Regions from separate parts of the Sus scrofa genome. Here region 1 is linked to region 2. The links are chromatin contacts, called in public HiChIP or PLAC-seq maps. All regions are on one chromosome and are shown on one strand. The core of a region is the stretch at or near the end of the contact, and the rest is flanking DNA. Distances in the headings are between cores, read along the strand shown. Region 1 overlaps PMM2 (phosphomannomutase 2). Region 2 has its middle 27 kb from the start of C3H16orf72.

Region 1 (4,904 bases), core at 2,247-4,746, 200 kb after region 2:
ACAGCCCCCGATGACAGGGGGTGGTCTGGCCCCAAATAATTAAGGCCCCCACAGAATGAACAACCTATCTCTCCACCCACTATTTTTTTTAAAGGCACTTAATCTATTTTTCTTTTTTTCTACCCAGTTAGGTGGAGGGTTTCCTGCCCTTTTTTGGAGGTTTAACTTCTCATGCCAGCTCTCAGGAGTCGTTCCGTGTGAACTGTTCTGAATGGAGATGTGGTTTTGTTTGATGTGTTTGTGGGAGAAGGTGAGCATGATGTCTTACTCCTCTGCTATCTTGATCCTTTCTTGGATCTATTTCTAAAGAAAGTTAATCTGCTAGATATGTTGCCAGGATCGACTATCACCCACTATTTCTTTTAAAATTTTTGGTCACGCCCAAGGCCTGTGGAAATTCCTGGGCCAGGGACTGGACCCAAGCTGCTGCAGTGACAATGCTGGCCCCTTAGCCCGCTGTGCCACAAGATAACTCCTTTTACCCACTATTTCTTAAAGGCCAGGCACCGTGGAGATGAATAATTCACAGTCCACGTCTTCTAACCAGTTTGCAGTCATCAGAGAATGCTACGCCAGCAGGCTTGTACATCAGAATCTCTTGAAAGTAGCTGCTGAAGTACAATTCCAAGGCCTTGCAGCCCTACTGAGTCAGAATCTCCAGTGAAGGGCAAATAAGAACCTCCAGCTTCCTGGGGTCCTGGGCTAGAGATGCCGGTTCACTAGGCAGGGAAGGAGCCCGGGTGACTCAAGACTAAGGACCTCCTGGGAGACTGAGGTCGGGCAACGGGGTTGGGGGGGGGTGGGGGGGCGTGAAGACCCAGAGCTGACACCTCAACACCTGGGTGGGAAGGAGGCAGGAGGCTCGACGGGTGGTGAATAGGGATTGGCAAGATGTTTTCCGGGCAGAGAAACACACATCTTTCTAGGTGCATTTATCCGGGTACCTGAGTACCAACCGCTCCACTAGCAACTCCAGAAATTAATCTATAGGATTAAAAACAGGAATAAAAAAAGGCAGAGAATATATTTCTCCAAACGAGAAAGCAGGACGCCTTGAGGATGATGGCGAGGGGCTGCCTCTGATACTACGTGGCTCTAGGTCCCAGCAGCCTCAGAAGAAGCTAATCTTTTACCGGAACGTAATGAGCAATGTGGAGTTTACCGTCGTTTCCCAGTTGCTCTTGTACTTTCTCAAAGTCCGACCCGCCCACGACGCCAATTTTGATCTTCTGCCTCAGTTCTTGTAGAAAGCAATCCATGTCTTCGGTAATTTTCTGCATTTCCAAAAGGAAATAAAAGAGTGAAGAGCCACAAAATAACTGGGAGACTAAGACGGCAAGAGTAACAGAACCCTTGCCCTCCTCTCTGGCTGCCCGGCAGTGTACGGAGCTCCCAGACCAAGGATCAGATCCGAGCCACAGGTGCGACCTACACCACAGCTGCAGCAAGGCCGGATCCCTGACCCACGGTGCCAGGCCAGGGATGGAACCTGCGACTCCATGCTCCAGAGATGCCACTGATCCTGTTGCACCACAGTGGGAACTCCAGAACCTGCACTTTCTTATCTGCTGATTTGGTTTCTATGTCTATACATAAGACTAATTACTTAGTGGTGATTTGGGGACATCAACTTTTTTTTTTTTTTCCAAACTCATGGCATGTGGAAGTTCCTGGGCCAGGGATCAAACCTGCAGCATAGCAGTGAGCTGAGCCACAGCAATGACGACGATGGATCCTTAACCCACTGCGCCACAACTCCCAGGACATCCACTGTCTTATCAGAAAAAAATCTGTTAAGTTTTACTTATTTTTACCTTGTTTAACACACATAAGTAGGAGTTCCCATGGTGGCTCAGAGGGTTAAGAACCTGACATAGTGTCCATGAGGATCTGGGTTCGATCCCTGGCCTTGCTCAGTGGGTTAGGAGCGGTGTTGCCGTGGCTGTGGCGTAGGCTGGGAGCTGCAGCTCCAAACTGACCCCTAGGTCCGGGGATCTTCCATATGCCACAGGTGCAGCCCTAAAAAAAAAAAAAAAAAAAAAGAAAGAAAAAAATCTCCACACAGGTAATACATTTCTCCAGCTCTTTTTCTGTGCATTTATACAAACAGGCCCTAGTTTTTGAAACATAAGTCACTCTACACCTTGTGCAATAGTCTGTTTTCTCAGCACTACGTTGTGCTGATTTTCCATAATGCATATAGACCTAGCCTATTCCTGCTGAACGCTACACTGTACTCTATTTATTTAGTTGATTTATTTGTTTATTTACTTACTTACTTATTTTTGTCTTTTCCAGGACCGCACCTGCGGCATATGAGGGTTCCCAGGCGAGGAGTCCAATCAGAGCTGTAGCCATCGGCCACGCCAGATCTGAGCCACGTCTGCAACCTACACCACAGCTCACGGCAATGCTGGATCCTTAACCCACTGAGCGAGCCCAGGGATCGAGCTCGTAACCTCATGGTTCCTAGTCAGATTCACTAACCACTGAGCCACAACGGGAACTCCCAGTTGTTGATTTTAAAACAACAAAATGAGATTAAAGAGGAAGTTCAGAGTTGATTATAATTATATAAATGAAACGCATCAGAGTAAGATCACTAGATTTCTGAGTCTCTCCTGAAAGATAAGATCTATAAACAGTGGTCTCAGTGGTACAATTTCCTGCTAAATTCCAAACTGTGTGCTAGTTCAAAAGAAATTTTAAACTTAGATGAAAAGGGATATCCCTGTATTAGGACAATCACAATGAATTTTTAAAGGTTTTATTTATTTTTAGCAATCTCTCTTTTTTGGGGGGGACATTTTTTTTGGCTCCTTCAGGGCATACGGAGCTCCCAGGCCCGAGATCTGATCAAAGCCACCATCATGACCTAAGCCACAGCTTCGGCAATGCTGGATCCCTAACTCACTGTGCTGAGCTGGGGACTGAACTCCACGTCACAGCAGCTCTCAAGATGCCACCAATCCCGCTGAACCCCAGCAAGAGCTCCACTTTTTTTTTTTTTTGCTTTCTAGAGCCGTACCCGTGGCATATGGAGGTTCCCAGGCTAGGGGTCTAATTGGAGCTCCAGCTGCTGGCCTACGTCGCAGCCACAGCAACGTCAGATTCAAGCCATATCTGCAACCTGCACCGTAGCTCGCGGCAACACCAGATCCTTAGCCCACTAAGCAAGGCCAGGGATCGAACCCACAACCTCATGGTTCCTTGTCGGATTCGATTCCACTGCACCATGATGGGAACTCCTAGCAGTCTTAGTTGTACACTTAACATGGAAAAAGACTCACAAATAAAGTTACCAGAAGTTAAAAACAAAAAACCCCTTCAACCTCAGTATAAAAACATCTAGAGTTCAACTCTCTCCTCTTCTTTAAAAAATATGTATGGAAAACTACCACAGACATGAGTAAGAAGAGACACTGTACAGGAGGGTTCAGAGGAGAGTGCAGTCCGTCTCTCCCACAACTTCGGGTGCAATCCTGACCTAGAGACACAATGCAGTGGCCTCTGAGTCAACAACTGGGAAGATGAGTCCCAGAGTCCCCCCCGGGTGCTTAACTCAGACCTGACGTCAAAAGGGGAGGAAGTGGGGGAGACTCTTGTGATTGCAAAATATTAAAAATGCAATAGTAACGGCGAATGAAACACTTCCGCCCTCAAACCGAAGCCTAAGGGCACAATTTACTCTATCTTGACCCCTGTGCCCACGGATGAGGCAGCTGGTATGATGTGCCTGCACTATGCATGGGCTGTTAGAGGCACCTTTTCAGCTCCAAGTGGCAGCACATGTCTTTTGACAAGAAATTAGAGCTGGCTCCTTGTGACCACAGAGGAGCATCTAAACTACCCCCTACTTCAGGAGAGAGATCTGGAGCAAAATAACCACACAGCAAAATTACTGTGATGTTTCTAAATAGATTTAAGCCTCAAGATGGTGGGTTGGAGGGACTCGAGCTCACCTCCTCTCATGAAAACACCAAAATGACAACTGCCTCTGAGCAATCATCAACAAAATAGACAGGGAATTCCTGTTGGGGCTCAGGGGTAATGAACCTGACTAGTATCCATGAGGATGCGGGTTTGACCCCTGGCCTCGCTCAGTGGGTTAAGGATCTGATGTTGCCATGAGCTGTGGTGTAGGTCGCAGATGTGGCTCGGATCCCATGTGGCTGTGGTGTAGGCTGGCAGCTGCAGCTCTGCTTTGACCCCTAGCCTGGGAACTTCATACGCTGCAGGTGCGGCCCTATAAAGACAAACAACAACAGCAACAACAAAAAAAGACAAAGAAAAAACAAAATAGATTGGAAGCTACCAAAAAAGATATCCCACACCTAAAGACAAAGAGGAAGCCAGAACAAGTGGGGGGGGGGAATTACACAACAGAAGCAACCCCATACCCGCTGGGTGGGCAGCCCGCAGACTGGAAAGTAATCATATTCCAGAGACTCTCCTTCAGGAGTGACAGTTCTGAACCCCACATCAGGTGACCCAGCCTGGGGGTTTGGTATTGGGAGGAGCCCCGGAACATGTGACACTGAAGACCAGCAGGGCTTGGGCGCAGGAGCTCCAGAGGACTGGGACAAACAGAGACCCTACTCCTGGAGGGCGAACATGGGGTTCTGTGTGCACTGGGTCCCAGGGCAGAGCAGGGACTCCATAAGAATCTGGGTCAGACCTACTTGCGAGCCTTGATGGGTCTCCTGGGAAAAGAGGGGGCGACTGTGGCAGGACACTGGAGGTGGGGGTCCCAGGGAGTAATCATTGGGGTGAGCTCCCCTGGAAGCTGCCATATTTTTTGGAAAAATATGGCCCCACCCATCAGGGCTGAGAAACCCCAAGCCAAACGACAGGGTGGGAACACAGCCCCATCCACCAACAAACGGGCTGCCTAAAGTCCTCCC
Region 2 (4,508 bases), core at 1,355-3,854:
GCAACATATGGAAGTTACTGGGCGGGGCCACAGGTCAAATCCAAGCTGCAGCTGTGACCTATGCCACTGTCTGGGGCAACTGCAGGCCACAGCAGGAACTCCCAGGAGGGGTCTACTTTTGGTGGATGGTCCTGGAGGGCTTCTTGGAGGCAGTGAGACCACCCAAGCTGAGACCACCCAGGTGGAGTTGGTTCTTAGTATCTGTGCAAGGCATGGAAGGAAGCAGAACAGAGCAGGTGAGTAGTGAGTGGTCGTGATGAGCATGGTCGTCCTGGGTTTGAATCCTGCTCTGCTCTGACTTGCTGTGTGATCTTGTGCAAGCTAGTTGCCCTTCTCCCCTGCCTCAGTGTCTCCATCTGTAAAATGAAGGTAGTAATAGTACCTGCTTCATAGGGCCGTCATAATCAGTAAATTGACATTCGTTTTCTGTTTTATTTATTTGTTTGTTTTTGGCTGCTCCCATGACAGAAAAATTCCACTGCCAGGAATCGAACGTGTGCCACAGTTGTAACCCGCATCGCAGCAGTGACAACACCAAATCATTAACCCACTGAGGCACCAGGGAATTCCTGTGAATTGATATTTGTAAAGCATATAAATGTCTGCCAGGCATGAATCAAGCATCACACAGGTAAGGGTCCCAGGGGCTGTGGATGTTCTCCACATCCCTGAGCTCACCTGAGCTCACCTGAGCTTAGCGCTTCCCAACTCTGCAACCTGCATCTCTCATATCCTGCACCTGGGGGCGCTCTCCAGCTCAACCAAACACAAGCTCACCGTGGAAATATGGAGGGGTTAAAGTCGCGAGGGCTACCCTAAACTGGAGAGGACAGATGTTGATGGTAAATGCCTCAGGTTCTCCATCTCCACAGAGGCCACGCTGACCTGCACCCCACACTGGATCTCGGGGGAGCCCCAGTGGAACAACCCCAGTTGTCCAACAGCCTATTAACACACCCTTTACTGGTTCTTCGCCCTTCCCTGACTCACCTCGCTCCCTCTCAGTGCTTCCTGGAATCGGCTCCCAGGGTGAGCGCTGTGTCTAGAGTAAAACATAGGATGCTCTTCAAAGGAGGAAGAGGTAAACACATGTGGTCCATCCTGGCCACGGAGCAGTATTCCGCCATTGAAAGTGATGGAGTTCTAATGCATGCCACGGTGTGGACAAACCTCAAAAACAGTACACTAAGTGAAAGCAGCCGGACCCAAAAGGCCACACGTAGTATGCTTCCATTTGTAGGAAATAGCCCGAGGAGGTACGTCCACAGAGACAGAAGGCAGACTAGTGGTTTTCAGGAATTTGGGAGGAGGAAGAGTGGGGAGTGAGTGCTTAGTGGGTGCAGGGTTTCTTTGCGGTGCTGAAGAATGGCTTGGAACTCAACAGAGGCGACGTTGCACAACATTTTGAATGTACTAAAAGTCACCAAATTGTTCATTTAGAAATGGTTCATGTTCGGAGTTCCCGTCTTAAGGTAGCAGAAGTAATTCCGACTAGGAACCATGAGGTTGCAGGTTCGATCCCTGGCCTCACTCAGTGGGTTAAGCATCCGGCATTGCCGTGAGCTGTGGTGTAGGTCGCAGATGCGGCTCAAATCTGGCGTGGCTGTGGCTATGGCATAGACCCCTAGTCTGCGAACCTCCATATGCTGCAGGTGCGGCCCTAAAAAGCAAAAACAAAAACAAAAAACAGTTCATGTTGGAAATTCTCTTGTGATGCCATGGGCTAAGGATCTGGTATTGTCACTGCAGTGGCTTGGGTCACTGCTGTGGCAAGGGTTCGATCCCTGGCCTGAGAACTTCCACATGCCACGGGCATGACCAAAAAAAGTAAAATAGAATAAGTAAAATGATTGTGTTAATTTTATGTTGTATGAACTTCACCTCAATTTAATAAACATATTAAACACACACACACACACACACACACATGCACACATACACACACTCACTGAGCAGCCTTCTCCTCCCCTGCCCCAGGGCTGGAAATCCTCAGCCTGTTTCAGGACCTTGTGTGGGAATCGTTTCAGGGCATTACCTTCAGGGAGAGGAAGCCTCTTCAGCCCTGAAAACCATGTGGTCCTTCCTTCCTAAAATTGCAAGCAGGGGAATTCATGTTTCTTTACTGAGGCCCTACTATGTGCAGGCTGTGTGTAGGACCCTCTATAGGAACCGTCTCCATGAGCCCTCTTAACCCTCTCTTGCCTCCCCTATTTAATTTTTCTTCCCCTTTCTTATCACCAACTGATATTACATGATATATACCTATTTTCTCATTGTTTTTTTTTCTCACTAGGATGTAAGCTTCACGGGGCAGGAAGTGTGTTTTATTTATTGCCATATCCCCTATGCCTGGCACATAGTAGGTGCTCAATAAATGCTCATTACATGAAGGCACTCAGCACAACAGGAATTAGCATCTCCAGTTTACAGATGGGGTGATGCAGGCTCATGATTTGTCAAAGTCCCATGACTAGTAAACAGCAGAGCCTGAATTTGAACTTAAGGCCACCTGGGGGCACAGCCCATGTGGCAGGGCAGGGAGCTTTCCTGTGCCCTGCTGGGATGAGTTAGATGTCTGAAAACTAGAGGCGTCAAGGTGATGACTCATCCCTTAGGCAAAGAAGAGCCGAATCATGACCCAGAGTTGAGTCACCGTTTCTGCCTCCCTCTGTGCTGACTCGTTCATGCCTCCAGTTCTTGGCCTCCCCAGCTCTTGGTGGGGAGGAAGCCAGGGACTCAACATAGCCTGGGCCTCCTTTCTTGTCTGGCCTCTGCCCTTTTGGCTGGGACCATCTGACCCAGATGAAACCACAGATGTGGGCCCAGGCCAGCTGTCACTGTACGGCCACGGCAAGGTCTGAACGCTGGCAGTGATGAGACCTTGAAGCCATTCCTGCTGCAGGGTTTTCCTGGATGGATGGCACCAGCTCTAACCCCTGGCACAGCTGACTTACTTAAAGCACTCACTTAGGAGTTCCCATCATGGCTCAGCGGTAACGAACCCAACTAGGTTCATTGAGGATGCAGGTTCAATCCCTGGCCTCGATCACTGGATTAAGGATCTGGCGTTGCCATGAGCTGTGGTGTAGGTTGCAGATGCAGCTTAGATATGGCGTTGCTGTGGCTGTGGTGTAGGCAGGCCACTGTAGCTCCGATTTGACTCATAGCCTGGGAACTTCCATATGCTGTGGGTGCAGCCCTAAAAGCAAAACAAAAAACAAAACACTCACTCAATCTAATGTTTAAAAAAGAAAACAAGGAGTTCCTGTCGTGGCGCAGTGGTTAAAGAATCCGACTAAGAACCATAAGGTTGCAGGTTCGATCCCTGGCCTTGCTCAGTGGGTTGAGGATCCGGCGTTGCCGTGAGCTGTGGTGTAGGTTGCAGATGCAGCTCATATCCCCTGTTGCTGTGGCTCTGGCGCAGGCCGGTAGTTGCGGCTCCGATTCAACCCCTAGCCTGGGAATCTCCATATGCTGCAGGAGCGGCCCAAGAAATGGCAAAAAGACAAAAAAGAAAAGAAAGAAAGGAAAACAAGCCTTAACATCAGAAAGAAATGGGTTTGAAGCCCAGCTCTGCCATTTATTAGTTGTGTGACCTTGGGCTCACTCTTTGACCCCTCTGTTTGTCAAGTTCCTCATCTGGAAAACTAGATAATAATGTTATTTGCTTCTATGTGTTTGCAAGAGGATAGAATAAGACTTTTTTTTTTTTTTGCCACGCCCAGAACATGCAGAAATTCTGGATCCAGGGATCGAACCCACACCCCAGCAGCAACTGAAGCCACAGCAGTGATAACGCCGGGTCCTTAACTCCCTGAGCCAACAGGGGGCTCCAGAACAGGACTTTCTGAGTGGGAGCCCTTTGCATAGCGTCAAGGAGGAAAAGTGCTGAGAACTGAACCCTAAGGCAGGGAAGAGAATGAGGTGGGGTTGGAGGTAAACAAGGTTGTGGGTGTGGGCCCCAGGCTGACCGGTGAGTCAGAGACGGAGGCTGGACAGATGGCTTAACCTCAGCTTCCCCTTCTCCAGCTGCACTGGAGTAGGGGTTGGATTCTGCTAAATCCTGCCCTGTCCCCCACAGAATGAGAAAACAATATCACACAGAATGAGAACAGTCCACAAAAGGAAGAACGTTCAACACTGTGGTCAGGCATTTGAGGATGGGCGATATTGAAACCATCACTCTAGGGAGTTCCCATTGTGGTGCAACAGAAATGACTCTGACCAGTACACATGAGGATGCGGGTTCAATCCCTGGCCTCACTCAGTGGGTTAAGATCCAACATTGCCATGAGCTGTGGTGTAGTTTGCAGACACTTCTTGGATCCCACGTCGCTGTGGCTGTGGTGTAGGCTGGCAGCTGTGACTCTGATTTGACACTAGCCTGGGAACTTCTATATGCCATGGGTGCATCCCTAAAGAGCAAAAAAGAAAGGAAGGAAGGAAGGAAGGGGAAAAGAAAAAATGGACTAGGTTTTTTAACATGGATGATATTACCTTAGTAATCC

Evidence for each region. HiChIP or PLAC-seq counts read pairs in DNA pulled down with a chosen protein or histone mark.
Region 1: an H3K27ac HiChIP or PLAC-seq map of alveolar macrophages shows a contact between it and region 2. The contact joins two enhancer-like sites. A contact is called at or near these places in 1 of 47 Hi-C or Micro-C datasets (skeletal muscle) and 1 of 2 datasets of contacts at active chromatin or transcription factors (alveolar macrophages).

What each region holds. Positions count from the first base shown.
Region 1 is chr3:33,876,090-33,880,993 of Sscrofa11.1, forward strand. It overlaps PMM2 (phosphomannomutase 2), which reads right to left. Exons shown (of 8, transcript XM_021086654.1): 2 at 1,163-1,274. Among named protein-coding and RNA genes, the nearest start is that of PMM2, 14 kb to the right of the region's middle. Within about 2 kb of position 3,497, at least 7 of the 83 cell types and tissues checked have an H3K27ac peak or open chromatin away from gene starts, as enhancers often do. A contact at or near this core is called in alveolar macrophages, where this site is marked.
Region 2 is chr3:33,679,912-33,684,419 of Sscrofa11.1, forward strand. No RefSeq gene overlaps it. Among named protein-coding and RNA genes, the nearest start is that of C3H16orf72, 27 kb to the left of the region's middle. Within about 2 kb of position 2,605, at least 17 of the 83 cell types and tissues checked have an H3K27ac peak or open chromatin away from gene starts, as enhancers often do. A contact at or near this core is called in alveolar macrophages, where this site is marked.